Regions from separate parts of the Anser cygnoides genome. Here all the other regions are linked to region 1. A link is a contact called in public Hi-C data. All regions are on one chromosome and are shown on one strand. The core of a region is the stretch at or near the end of the contact, and the rest is flanking DNA. Distances in the headings are between cores, read along the strand shown.

Region 1 (2,746 bases), core at 106-2,605:
AAGACTGTCTTCATCAGCCCTTACTTGAAAAAATAAAGGAGAAAACCATAGAGAATAAACAAGCAGCCTAGAAAAATCTATATATTAAAGAAACAAGTACTTCTCAAGAGGTTCTTCCAATATTAAAATCTCTTCACCCAAGAGCCATGAAGAATCTTTCATTTCCAAGACTGACACTGACTCTGAGTGAGCAGCCAATACACAATAAAATGGGAAAAGACACACTTGTCAGCTTCCCAGAAGCTGACATCAAGAACAGTGTTTCTGAATCACAGTCCACAGAGCCTGAAATTCAAGGAGCAATTAAAGAGTTTAAAGATGTAGCAGAAGAACTAGCAGATGAAAAGCAGAATGTTGCACTGCTGAAATAAATACAGGGGTTTTTTTTTGTTTGTTTGTTTTTTGTTTTTTGTTTTGTTTTGTTTATTTGTTCATTTTTTTCTCTAGAATTGTAGAAAAGTTCTTCTTGACTTCCGGTCACTGCCATAGTAACAAATTGGAATGAACTTAAGGTCATATTATAGAAAATAGGTATAACTAATTATATTCAAATAGCTTTAGAACAGTGGGACAAAAATAAAAAATAATAAATAAACAAACAAGCAAACAAACTGTCCAGAAAGGATAGATGGGAAGAGGAATATCTGTAGTACCTATGGGATGATAAGTTACATACTGCAGCAGAGGTGAAATTATCCCCTCTGACAGACAGTTTGTGTCTATACAGTCAAGACTATAATGATTATATGTCCAGTTTTTCGTAAGTATGTAGGTATAATCATCTTTCCTTTCTTTCCTGAATGAGATGTAATGGTTAGTTGTGGCTGACATTTTTCTCAGCCCCTCCAGTAGGTATATCAAGGCGATTGGCATTGTGGTTGTTTGGGACCTGTGCCTGCTCTTCGGTTCTTCACGGGATAAGGAGCTGTGACAACTGTTACAGAGATCTCCAACTCACACTGCAAGTCAAAGACAAAGGATGCACAACTAAGCTCAGGAAAATAAATCCATGCTCTTATGACTCATTCAAAATCTGTCGTCTAGTGACTCTCCCATCCAAACCTGGTGTACTTGCACACTGAATACCAGCCCACACTCTGTTAGTAACTGATACACACCAGCTACTTCACATAACCATTTCTGAATTATTGTCATCTGATATGGTCAATGTGGAGATGAGAATAAAGTAAACGACTATTACTCAAAGTTTCCCTAGACTGAAGTTAAAGAAACCCAAGTTGTACAAATTCAATAACAAGTGTACACAGTCTTGGAGTCATGCACATATACATACAGAGTAACTAATTACCAAGCTTGATATCTACATTAATAATTTCTTGCATATGCTGTCCACACTTGTAACATGCCAGAAGTTTTATAGAATGTGTATATAACCAATAATTTATATATTTAATGTGAGTGTACTCCTACTGCTGAAGGGCTGTGATCTTCTGGGCAGAACAAGCAAAGTAGTTTTTGTGTCTGCCTTAAGGACAAGCCAGCAGTATCTCATTAAAACATTCAAATACCACTAGGATAAGCAAGAAAAGAGGGAGATCACCACAGGTTTCTACACATAAAACCATCATTTATACCTGAATCCCAAAACCTGACTCCTGGTAGTATCAAGAATGAGGACAGCAAAGAAAACAAGATTCAGAAGGTGGCAGGGCTTCCTAGGAAGGCATGGCCCCATCCTGATGGACAGGATCCCAGGTAAGGTTTACATTTCAGATCAAGGGTAGCTCAAAAGGTAAGCAAATATTGCTCTGAACACTGAATGCTTACATGTGAAAACAGATCAAAATCTCAGGATTCTAGGTGAAAGATAACGAGTAAATAGTATTTGATATATTTAAATTGTGTTGTTTTCTGCATGTGACCTTTGTATCCAAGCTTACAACTAAAATCCGATCTCAGGTCTACCTAATACAGCTTATATTTGCTTTACTATTGCGCTTGTCTAGTGATGAAAGCAAGAAGATAGAAAAAAAAAATACCCCATCTCCCTGGAGGCAGTGGATGCAAAGAAGTGTATATAAACAGCCTCACTAACTTGTACCGAGAAATATGCTGAGGAAAGAGGTGGAATTGAGTGTTTTCTACAAGGCTGTACTGCCAGGTGCTGAGCTGTGGGAAGACAGAAGCTAGTGTTCATTATACAAGGCAGAGATGTTGATGGATACTCCATGGCTCAAGGCTATCTATAATCCCAGGGTAACACAAAACCTGCAAGTCATCTGAAACGAACAAAATTGGTAGTCCCTCTGGTATCATTGACTGCAGAGTATGCAAGGCAGTCATAAGACGTCTCTTAGATGTGCTTCTGGAAAGGAATACTGAGGAAAAATGAAAGAAATTTGTGCCAAGAAAAATAATTTCTTTATATCATAGATACATAATCCAAGGCATGCCATGAAAGAAATTCTCTCTGGCTAGAAGGCAACTAAACATTATTTTCTGTGGTCGAACAGCATTATTGTAGACTAAATAGTGAAGCTGATGTTTGAAGAGTCTGAACTGAAAGAAGCAACAAACTTCCCCTCACCCCCCGCCTCCCGGGGTTTGTTTGCTTTTAAAATCAGTGATAGATTTGATAGAATCTGATGGTATCAAAGAACTGCTTAGCAGTAGGATATCTTTTCCTCTCTAACTACAAAGAGGCATAACTTACAAGAGAATTTGTATATTCTAGGCATGCACATATTAATGAACAGATATGCAGACTCAGAACCTCCAGATACCT
Region 2 (2,746 bases), core at 92-2,591, 380 kb before region 1:
GCAGCAAAATGTATCAACCTTCTTCATGCTTTAAAGAAGAGTCCAAGCCGTGGTTATCTCAAAGGGCTTTGGAAATGTTCGGTAGCAATCATTTTTTCCCAGCTCCTTTCTATATCTTTAACTTGGATCCTATCTTGTGTTTCCTTCATTGCTCAGACCAGGATCGGTGTCTCATGCTTGGACTTCGCTTCTCTCACACAGGAGCACTCGTGCTGCCCTCAGCAGTCTAAATTGTATTATGATAAGGCCAAGGGAGTTTTTACTTCAATTTGGGGGAAAAAAAAAAGTCTGGGAAAGAATGTAAATTGTAAACATTGAATTCCTATAATCAGCAACAACGTAAGTGCCAGACTATACTAAGCATACACATGGATTTAATTTTCATAGTTTTCATGGATCTCGGCTTGCAGATGATCGTGAAATAACTGGATAGCTTATTTAATGCGTTTTGGAGTAGGGGAATTTACAGCAGTAGCATTCCTATGGATGTCATCCAGAGTATGTTCTGCAATTGCTGTGCCCTCCAATTCAGTGTTTCAGTGGGTTTTGCTTAAAAAAAAAAAATGCATAAAATGCTCTCGTGTATGTACATATATATCTATCAGGTGAGCCATCTCATCAAAACGCTCAGCCTGATTGAGTGTAGCCTCTGTGACAGTGACTACTGTGTGTCTGGGTGCTTGAAGGCGTCCAAGTCTGTCTGTATGCACACAGTGTCCAGGAGGATGGACACGAATCCGAGCGGCAGCCTCTAGGTGCTGCTGTAACACAAACACAGAGAATGGGACCTGGATTTTCAAACGTTGCTTCTAATTTTGGGCTGCCAGCTTTAGCCACCCTGGCTCAGTTTTAAAGGCTTCGTAACTCCTGTTGACTTTAATTACATGTGCCAGACAAGCAGGCCTGCAAAGTGCCCGTGTTGTCAAACTTGCTGCAGAACAACCAAAGCAAAATAAAATCAAATGAGTAGCTTTGGGGAGGCTTTTAATTAAAACGTGAAATGATAGCTCTTGTCTTCGGAGAATAAGCGAGAGAAAGACTTCTATTTTGGTTGCTACCAAGCGTACAGACTACCAATTTGTTGTCCCAGTACCTTCCCTGTTTGCAGGAAGCTCTGCTCTCTGCAGAAGATCTTTGGGCTGAAGCCCTGGGCAGGGCTCTTCTGGCTCTCCTCCTCTTACCGCTGCCCTTTGTGCAGGGCATCGAGGTGGGACAGGGTGACCGCTGTTGGAAGGGGTGGTTTGGTTTCTGCTCCCAGGAGCGCTGCCGCACCAGGCTCGCCTCCGTTTCAGCCTGTTGCAGCGAAGCTCTGAGCTCGTCTGCTTGCTCAGATGAGCCCGTCTCTCCTCCCTGCAGCCTGGTTTGGGAAAGGGAAGCCGCTGTGCAGATCAATATTGCCTCGCGTCTTTATGTGGCTCAGAATTTGGAAGAGTTCAGTGGGCGTTCAGGACTTCATGCCATCCCCAAAGAATTTCCATTTTTCCAATAAGAGTCAGTTGTCATCGAGCATTTATTTTAAAGGTTTCGAAAATCCTTTCAGTCCCAAACCTCAATGGGGCACCTGACTTGTACCATTTACCATGACTTCTGTCTGTCAGCTTTGAGATGTTCCTATTGACCTAGAGAAAAAGAAGTCTAGATCGTTTAACTTGCCTGTGGGGAGCTGGGGGAAGAAATTACAGCTCTCATTCCTTGGGACAAAACATGATGTCCTTGCTTTTCTGAATCTCCTCTGTACAGGGTCACCACCAGTAGAAACCTGTAGTGGTGTCCTTGTAGCCTGACTTCAGTACTTGCTTTCACAAAGCTCTCAATGGACAGGAAAAAGAACATGGTGAAAAGTACCACTAAAGGGAACATTTCCATTAATTAAATAAATGATCTGGAAGAAAACTAGGACCTTGTATTGAATTAGCAGAGACATTTAGGGTTGGTGCTGGTTTTTTTTCTCCGCTCTGTGCTGTACGAGCAGCAGGTGATGCAAAATGGTGCTTGGAACTCGTTGAACATTCGTGGCTCTGCCCACTAGCTGACTTTGCTGTACTTGGATCACAAATCCGGATCTGCATGTTCCGTTTGCCCACGTTTCAAGTGCATTTGGAGTGGTGGCACGGAGATCGGGGCGGAGAAACCAGCTGCGTTAGAGCTGAAATGCGATTTCCTGGCGATGTTCTCTAAACAACCCAAAACATCTCAGGCTGAAGTGTTCCCCTTGTTGACTCCAGGTCCAGGCAGCTTGTGTTGTTCATTGGGGCCCATTGCTTTCCACAGCAGTAACGTCATTACCACTAACGACCTTTCATGCTGTACTTTTTTTTTTTTTTTTTTTCCTTGCACCACTCCAATGTCAAAGGAATTTCTCTGAAACAATGCATAGGACATTGCAACATTGATGGGGGGGGGTCAGTAAGTTCACGTTGAAGATCAGAAACGGGGACAAAGGGTAAGTGACTTGTCTATGTTTCCTCAGGAAGCTGAAGACAAAGATTAGAGTAAGATCCCAGATCTTCAGTTCCCAGGCTGTAACCACAAAATTATCATGGGACTCGCTAAAAAAAAAGTGCTTCTGTAGTAAATCCAAAAATGTTATCCACATTTCTTAATCCCTACAGATGAAAACACGCTGTACTACACAAAAACGAAACAGGAGTGAGGTGACACCACCCCCATTTCTATTCTGGTCTTCGTTTTATTTAGCTGTGTTACTTCAATTTACCTACCTTTTCCAAGGAGCTTTCACGACCTA
Region 3 (2,746 bases), core at 165-2,664, 310 kb before region 1:
TGAGAAATTACTGGTTTGGGGTTGTGACTAAAGTTTTAGGAGTCATCCTCTGATACAGAGCCTTTCTTAGCAGGTTCCTCCTCAAAGAAAACTAGTCCTGGGCTTTATTTTTTTTGGGGGGGTGGTGCTAGAGCAGTAAGGTGGATTTCCTTCAAGGCAAAGGGCTATCTTCCCAGGTCTGCCTCTGCAGAGGCTCTGTCACAACAGTATCAGAAAACAGGAGGTTGAACTGGGAAGCTGGAGTCTGCAAAGGCAGCAGGGGTGAGAGATTTAAAAATCATGGAAGACAAGGCCAAGGCTGATCTGATTGCTGAGCCTCACTGCGTGGAGGTGTAACTTCACCTGTTGCAAGCCACCTGCCCCATCCCCTTTCTGGTTAGGATAGGCAAGAACAAGGAGCAAAAGGACTTGGGGGGGGGGGGTGAGGGGGGGAAATCAACTTGAAACTTGACTCACAGGGGTGTGATACATATTTAAGAGGTGGTCCAACAGTAACTTGAAAGCCTGAGGAAGGTGGGGCGGGCGGGCAGGTCCCAGCTGCAGGGCTGTGCAGGAGGCCCTAGCCCCACCACCAGCGCCCTCTGCATGGCTGCCCCATCCCCCTGGCCTCCAGCCATGACTGGAAACCTCGCCTTTCCCTGGCCACAGAGCCTTCTGCAGCCAGCGTATGGAAAAGCACATCTGTGTCACTTCATTTGTGGTCAGCAATGTGAAATGTTTCCAGAGCTGAGAGTACGCGCTGAGCAGCGCTGATAGGTCCCAAAGAAATGGGACGAGAGTTAAGGTACGGGTAGAACATGAGCTCTGTATTTCCCAGCTGTCAGCTGTTTGGTTATTTCGAAGCATTTGCTTTATCCTTTTATTGTTCCTAAGTTGCGCCTAGCTTGGACTTGCTGTGCAGAGACCATGTTGGAAGATGCGCTTGTTGAAGCGAAGAAACCGCTCAGCAGTGAGGAAGCATGAACGACTGACTAAGAGCTTTTCTGTCTCATGATTTTTATTCTGCCAGTGTCTGGAGAAATAGGTAACCCGATAACAAGTATCCCTCGCGCAGAAGACTAAGTGGTGTAGGCCACAACAGACATGGTTGCACCCAGGCTTCGATAGTTGGACTGCATAGGCCGAACTCTGCCAGTGGGGACAGATCGGGTGTGCCAAGTGCCTGCTCCTGCAGCAGACATCCCACACGTTTCCCCTTTAAAAAATCCCATTTTCGTTTATTTTATTTATTTATTTATTTTCCTTACAACACAAGTAGCTGCTGAAACAGTAAGGCAGACCTCTCGCTTGAGGTGACAGCTTCCTCCAAGGGAACAGGAACAAACACCAGGGAAATTAAAGGGAGAGGCATTCATACAAGAATTTTTCAGGGCTGTTTTGTTTTCTTTTTCCATATGTATTTTTAATCCTCTCATGCTGGCGGTGGAAGAGGCATCAGAAGGCAGCGCGTTCATTAGGTGTGGTGTGGGACTTGTGAAGCCTGACCAAAATGAATACGCGTTGCTGGGTGGTCATTGAGTACGTGCTCTGGAAATAACTCCTTCATTTTCTCTTGAGGTTTGGGAGATGAAGGGGGACTTTCATTCAGCCTTCCTACTTATTTAAAATAATATGTTGGCATGCCAAGCAGCGCAGGATTTATTTTTTCTGATGCTGGGAGAAGAACCCCGTGATTAGGAAACTCTGGTGGTTTGTGAATCCCAGTCTGTTTTCTTGTATTTTAGATGCTTGTGTTTGTTGTATGGTAAGGTGTGCACAAAAGTAAAAGAAAGTGTATTTTGGGGAAAGTTGTGCAATGGGTGATGTTTTCTGAAAGAACAGTGTGTCTCTTCTGGCAGCATCATGGTCAAACAAGTAAATATGTATTTTGGTAAGGAGCCCAATTTTGAAAACATCCATGGATCTGTCCCTTCGTACCCTCCTTAGCGTGCTTGTAATTACAGCCAGTCTCTGAAAATACCACAGACATCACGTCAAGTATTCTTGTAATTTTTTTCATATTTCATGAACTTAAAATTACTTTTTTTAGTTCTGTGATAAAGGTCTGGATTGCTCCACTGTAAATACACTGTGTTTCTAGTATAATGAGCACAAGTTAGGATGAAGTAGCCCAGAACTCCGGTGGTGGTTTCTTGGCACTTCCTATGGAAGAAAACGTAGCTGAGTGCCGACTTCTGTTTATTTGTGACCTCAGCTGAAACTGTTGCTAACAGAATATATTTGGGCATTTGTATTTTCAGCGCAGAGGGATCTGTCCTGAGCTAACAAACAAACAAAAATAACCCTAACCATTTCCCTGCTGAGAATTTAGGAGATGGAGTACTGCTGTATTGCTGCTGCTGATCTCCTGTGGGTATGGAGGGCATTGAGGAAGTCAGGCTGTGGGACACAGGGAGAGAGGAGAGCCACAGCATGACTTCATGTGCTGAAAATCTTTCATCTGGTGACTGCTCACAACCAAGTGGTATCACTCCAGGAAAGTTACTCACGTGTTGGAAGTGGCTGCAGCAATGGACGGGAGAGAGGCAGCTTTCCCTGGAAGGATGGAAAAAATGAAGAAAAACTGCTGTAACCATAACTTTTGATTCCTTCTACTTCTGTTTTTATTCTTTTTTTGTTGCTGTTGTTGTCTTTTGGTACATGGAGGGTGTTGATGCAATCAGTTCTGTGCTGTGCTCTGTCCAGGGGCCACGCAAAGCACTGATGGGGAGCGAGTGGGTACCTGGCACCCTCGGGTACCCTGGGC
Region 4 (2,746 bases), core at 75-2,574, 270 kb before region 1:
GACTTCATTTATCTTTCTTCTGGGGCATTATGCAATTTTTCTCATGGAACTTTTGTTGATTTGTTGAATGCAGAGGAAGCTTCTGATTTTTTATTTATTTATTTATTCTGTTTTTAATCCTAAAATGAACCCGGCACTGACGTATAAGAAACAGTAATTCCACCAGGCATGGCAGCTATTTGAAGCTTATCTAGCGGTGGGAAACTCAGCTCTGCAGAGGAAAAATGTGTGTCCTAGTTACTCACACCCCCTTCGTACGGCCATACGTGGTCCTAAAGTCCAAACAAAGTTTGGTGCCCATTTTCCTGAACTCCTGTGGTGGAACTGGAGCTCTCTGTAAACACTGCAGTTCTCCAGAGGACACCAAAGAGAAATGGGAACAGACTTACTTTTGATGTTTTTGTGTCATAGCCCATAATACTAACGCTCATCTCCCTCCTACACCCCTTTCTAAATATAGCAGCCGGGGAGAAGTCAACAACCGCCGGGCTAAATACTACTGAAAGAATGTAAAACAGCCCAAAGTTCAGTTTTCCTCATTCATCCCTGTAATTTCCAATACCGCAGAACTAACCGAGGAGCCTCTTGTCACAGAAGGAGCAGTGCAACATGCGCGTCCTTCGGGACCAGCCCACGGTGCCGGCTGAGTTAATGCTGACCGGGGAAGAAAAGCTTCTTGTGAAGGAAGAGCTCTTGGGGCCGAGGCCCAGGCTGCTGATGGCACGGTTTAACTTCTGTCCAGGCTGAAAAGCTGGAAGGGAGGGCTGTGCTCGGACCTGGTGCCTCACTTCTGGGCTGTGATATTCATGCTGTCGATGCAAGGCCTGAGGAGCAATTCTAGAAAATCTTTATCATCTGAGCTCCATCTCGGAGGAAAACCTTCCCTGAGGATCACAATCGGTTTAAGTTATTGACTATAACTAAAGCAGCAGCAAGAAACCTTACTTTAAAGCATCGGCTTTTACCTTGCTTTGCATATGTTCGGTTATTTTCCTGAGGAAAATTAGTTTTCATTGGTTTACTTGTAACTAAACATAAACTTTATAATCAAATTTGTCCTTTTTGCTCTGCAGGAGCACACACTATTTACATATTTATATTACCACAAAACTTACCTTACACTCTTTAATTCTAGTTTTGCCTTTCTGTTATGCTAAAAATGGTAAATAAATATTTATTTACCAGCTGACTCAATTTATAGCTGTTATTTGCCTTATTGACTGAGGGATTCAACCACAGTGTCTTTTAAGCCTTTGAAACCAGTATGTCTCAATCTTTCATTTTCTATAGGTTGGAAGAGTACCAGCTTTCCTGATATTTTTTTTTTTTTATTTTAGCTTCTAAGTGATTTTATCAAAAAAGGACTGAAAATGAAGAAAAAAAAAAAGAGAGATTTTTATTCCTTCAGAAGAGCTGTCAGAGAGTCTAAAGTTTTCTTTTATCCTCTCAAACTGGTTAGCGGTGCTCAGCCATGTGATTTCTCCCAATTCATAGTTTGATTTTTGTAACAGCCCTGGCAGTAGAAATCATCATTTTTCTCTGCCAGTCTTTTTATAATGCATTCAACCACTAAAAGCTCAGTGGAATTTTACTTCAGCCTTTCCTGATATGACTTTTAATGTTGATTCTGAAACTCCATAGACTTGTTCAGGTCTGGTTCTTCTGGATTCCAAGAAATACCATACCTGGTCTTAAAAAAAGCAATATATTCCATACACAAGCTCTTAGGATCTTTGCAACATGTGTATCAAACCTTTCAAACTGAGGTCAGACAGACGTTTACAAATTTGAGTAAGAACCATGCCATCTTGTAAATATTTACTGTGGGGGTTCAGAAGAGGTGAACAAACTTTTCCATTGTACCCTGCAGATGGATGCCACATAAATATTTATTTATTTTTTAATTGTAACACATTGACTCTCTTGCAGAATCACAGTTTTTCTGCATTTAAGTGATTAATGATATACCAGCTCTTCTTGACTTGAGTGGCCAGTTTGGTTTATCTTGTAGATAAACCTAGAACAAGGTATTGGTAAAGTATGCAGCGTTGTACGGAGCTGGGAGTTTTATCTGTTTGCATTCAAAACCCACCAAAACCAACGAAACCAAAATCCTCTCACTTTTAGGTATTTTTAGGTGGTAACAACCTATTTTGGCACTCAGGTTCTGTCCATCTGTCTCATATCTGCCACTCCAGGAACTCTCTCTCTCCCAGTCTAGCAGTTGACCAAAGCATCATTACCTACGGAAGTCAAACTCCTGTTCAGCCTTCCATCTGCCTCCAGTAGATGGATATTTTCTTGGCTCACCCTTCATGAAGACAGTCTGTACCATGTTCAACACAGCTCAACCCAGTCCGGAGCCCAGGGAGTAACTGTGTTTTCATGCAGGACATTGGGGTTGCAATGAACGTCCTTTGAACTTGGAACTCACTGTTGCAATTAAGGTGTCATGAAAAAAATATTGCTTTGGTACGTGGCAAGACAGAGAACACCATTTACTCTAAGTCCATATAACCAAGAAGAAAATACGTATTTTATTTGCATTTTTAGAAGAATCAATGGATTTAAAGACATTGAGGACAGTTATATGTTGAATAAGTTGAACCTGGACTTTATAATCATGAAAATATTGAGATGAACAAAGGTCCATAGCTTTAGTGGAGAGAGCTCCTGAGAAAAATTGCTCATAATTGAATTCCTTCATAAGGAAAGTTATTTATAGCAGTATTATTTAATGTATATT

The links. A called contact is a pair of places that touch in the nucleus more often than the background predicts.
Region 2: a contact with region 1 is called in a Hi-C map of liver, with 2.3 times the contacts expected there. The contact joins two enhancer-like sites. A contact is called at or near these places in 2 of 7 Hi-C or Micro-C datasets (both in liver).
Region 3: a Hi-C map of liver shows a contact between it and region 1, with 3 times the contacts expected there. The contact joins two enhancer-like sites. A contact is called at or near these places in 2 of 7 Hi-C or Micro-C datasets (both in liver).
Region 4: a contact with region 1 is called in a Hi-C map of liver, with 5 times the contacts expected there. The contact joins two enhancer-like sites. A contact is called at or near these places in 2 of 7 Hi-C or Micro-C datasets (both in liver).

What each region holds. Positions count from the first base shown.
Region 1 is chr2:140,173,151-140,175,896 of Taihu_goose_T2T_genome, forward strand. No RefSeq gene overlaps it. Among named protein-coding and RNA genes, the nearest start is that of MTDH, 36 kb to the right of the region's middle. Within about 2 kb of position 1,356, at least 1 of the 3 cell types and tissues checked has open chromatin away from gene starts, as enhancers often do. A contact at or near this core is called in liver, where this site is marked.
Region 2 is chr2:139,796,205-139,798,950 of Taihu_goose_T2T_genome, forward strand. No RefSeq gene overlaps it. Among named protein-coding and RNA genes, the nearest start is that of PTDSS1, 33 kb to the left of the region's middle. Within about 2 kb of position 1,342, at least 2 of the 3 cell types and tissues checked have open chromatin away from gene starts, as enhancers often do. A contact at or near this core is called in liver, where this site is marked.
Region 3 is chr2:139,858,282-139,861,027 of Taihu_goose_T2T_genome, forward strand. All of the region lies in intron 1 of SDC2 (syndecan 2), which reads left to right. Among named protein-coding and RNA genes, the nearest start is that of SDC2, 14 kb to the left of the region's middle. Within about 2 kb of position 1,415, at least 1 of the 3 cell types and tissues checked has open chromatin away from gene starts, as enhancers often do. A contact at or near this core is called in liver, where this site is marked.
Region 4 is chr2:139,907,692-139,910,437 of Taihu_goose_T2T_genome, forward strand. No RefSeq gene overlaps it. Among named protein-coding and RNA genes, the nearest start is that of CPQ, 10 kb to the right of the region's middle. Within about 2 kb of position 1,325, at least 2 of the 3 cell types and tissues checked have open chromatin away from gene starts, as enhancers often do. A contact at or near this core is called in liver, where this site is marked.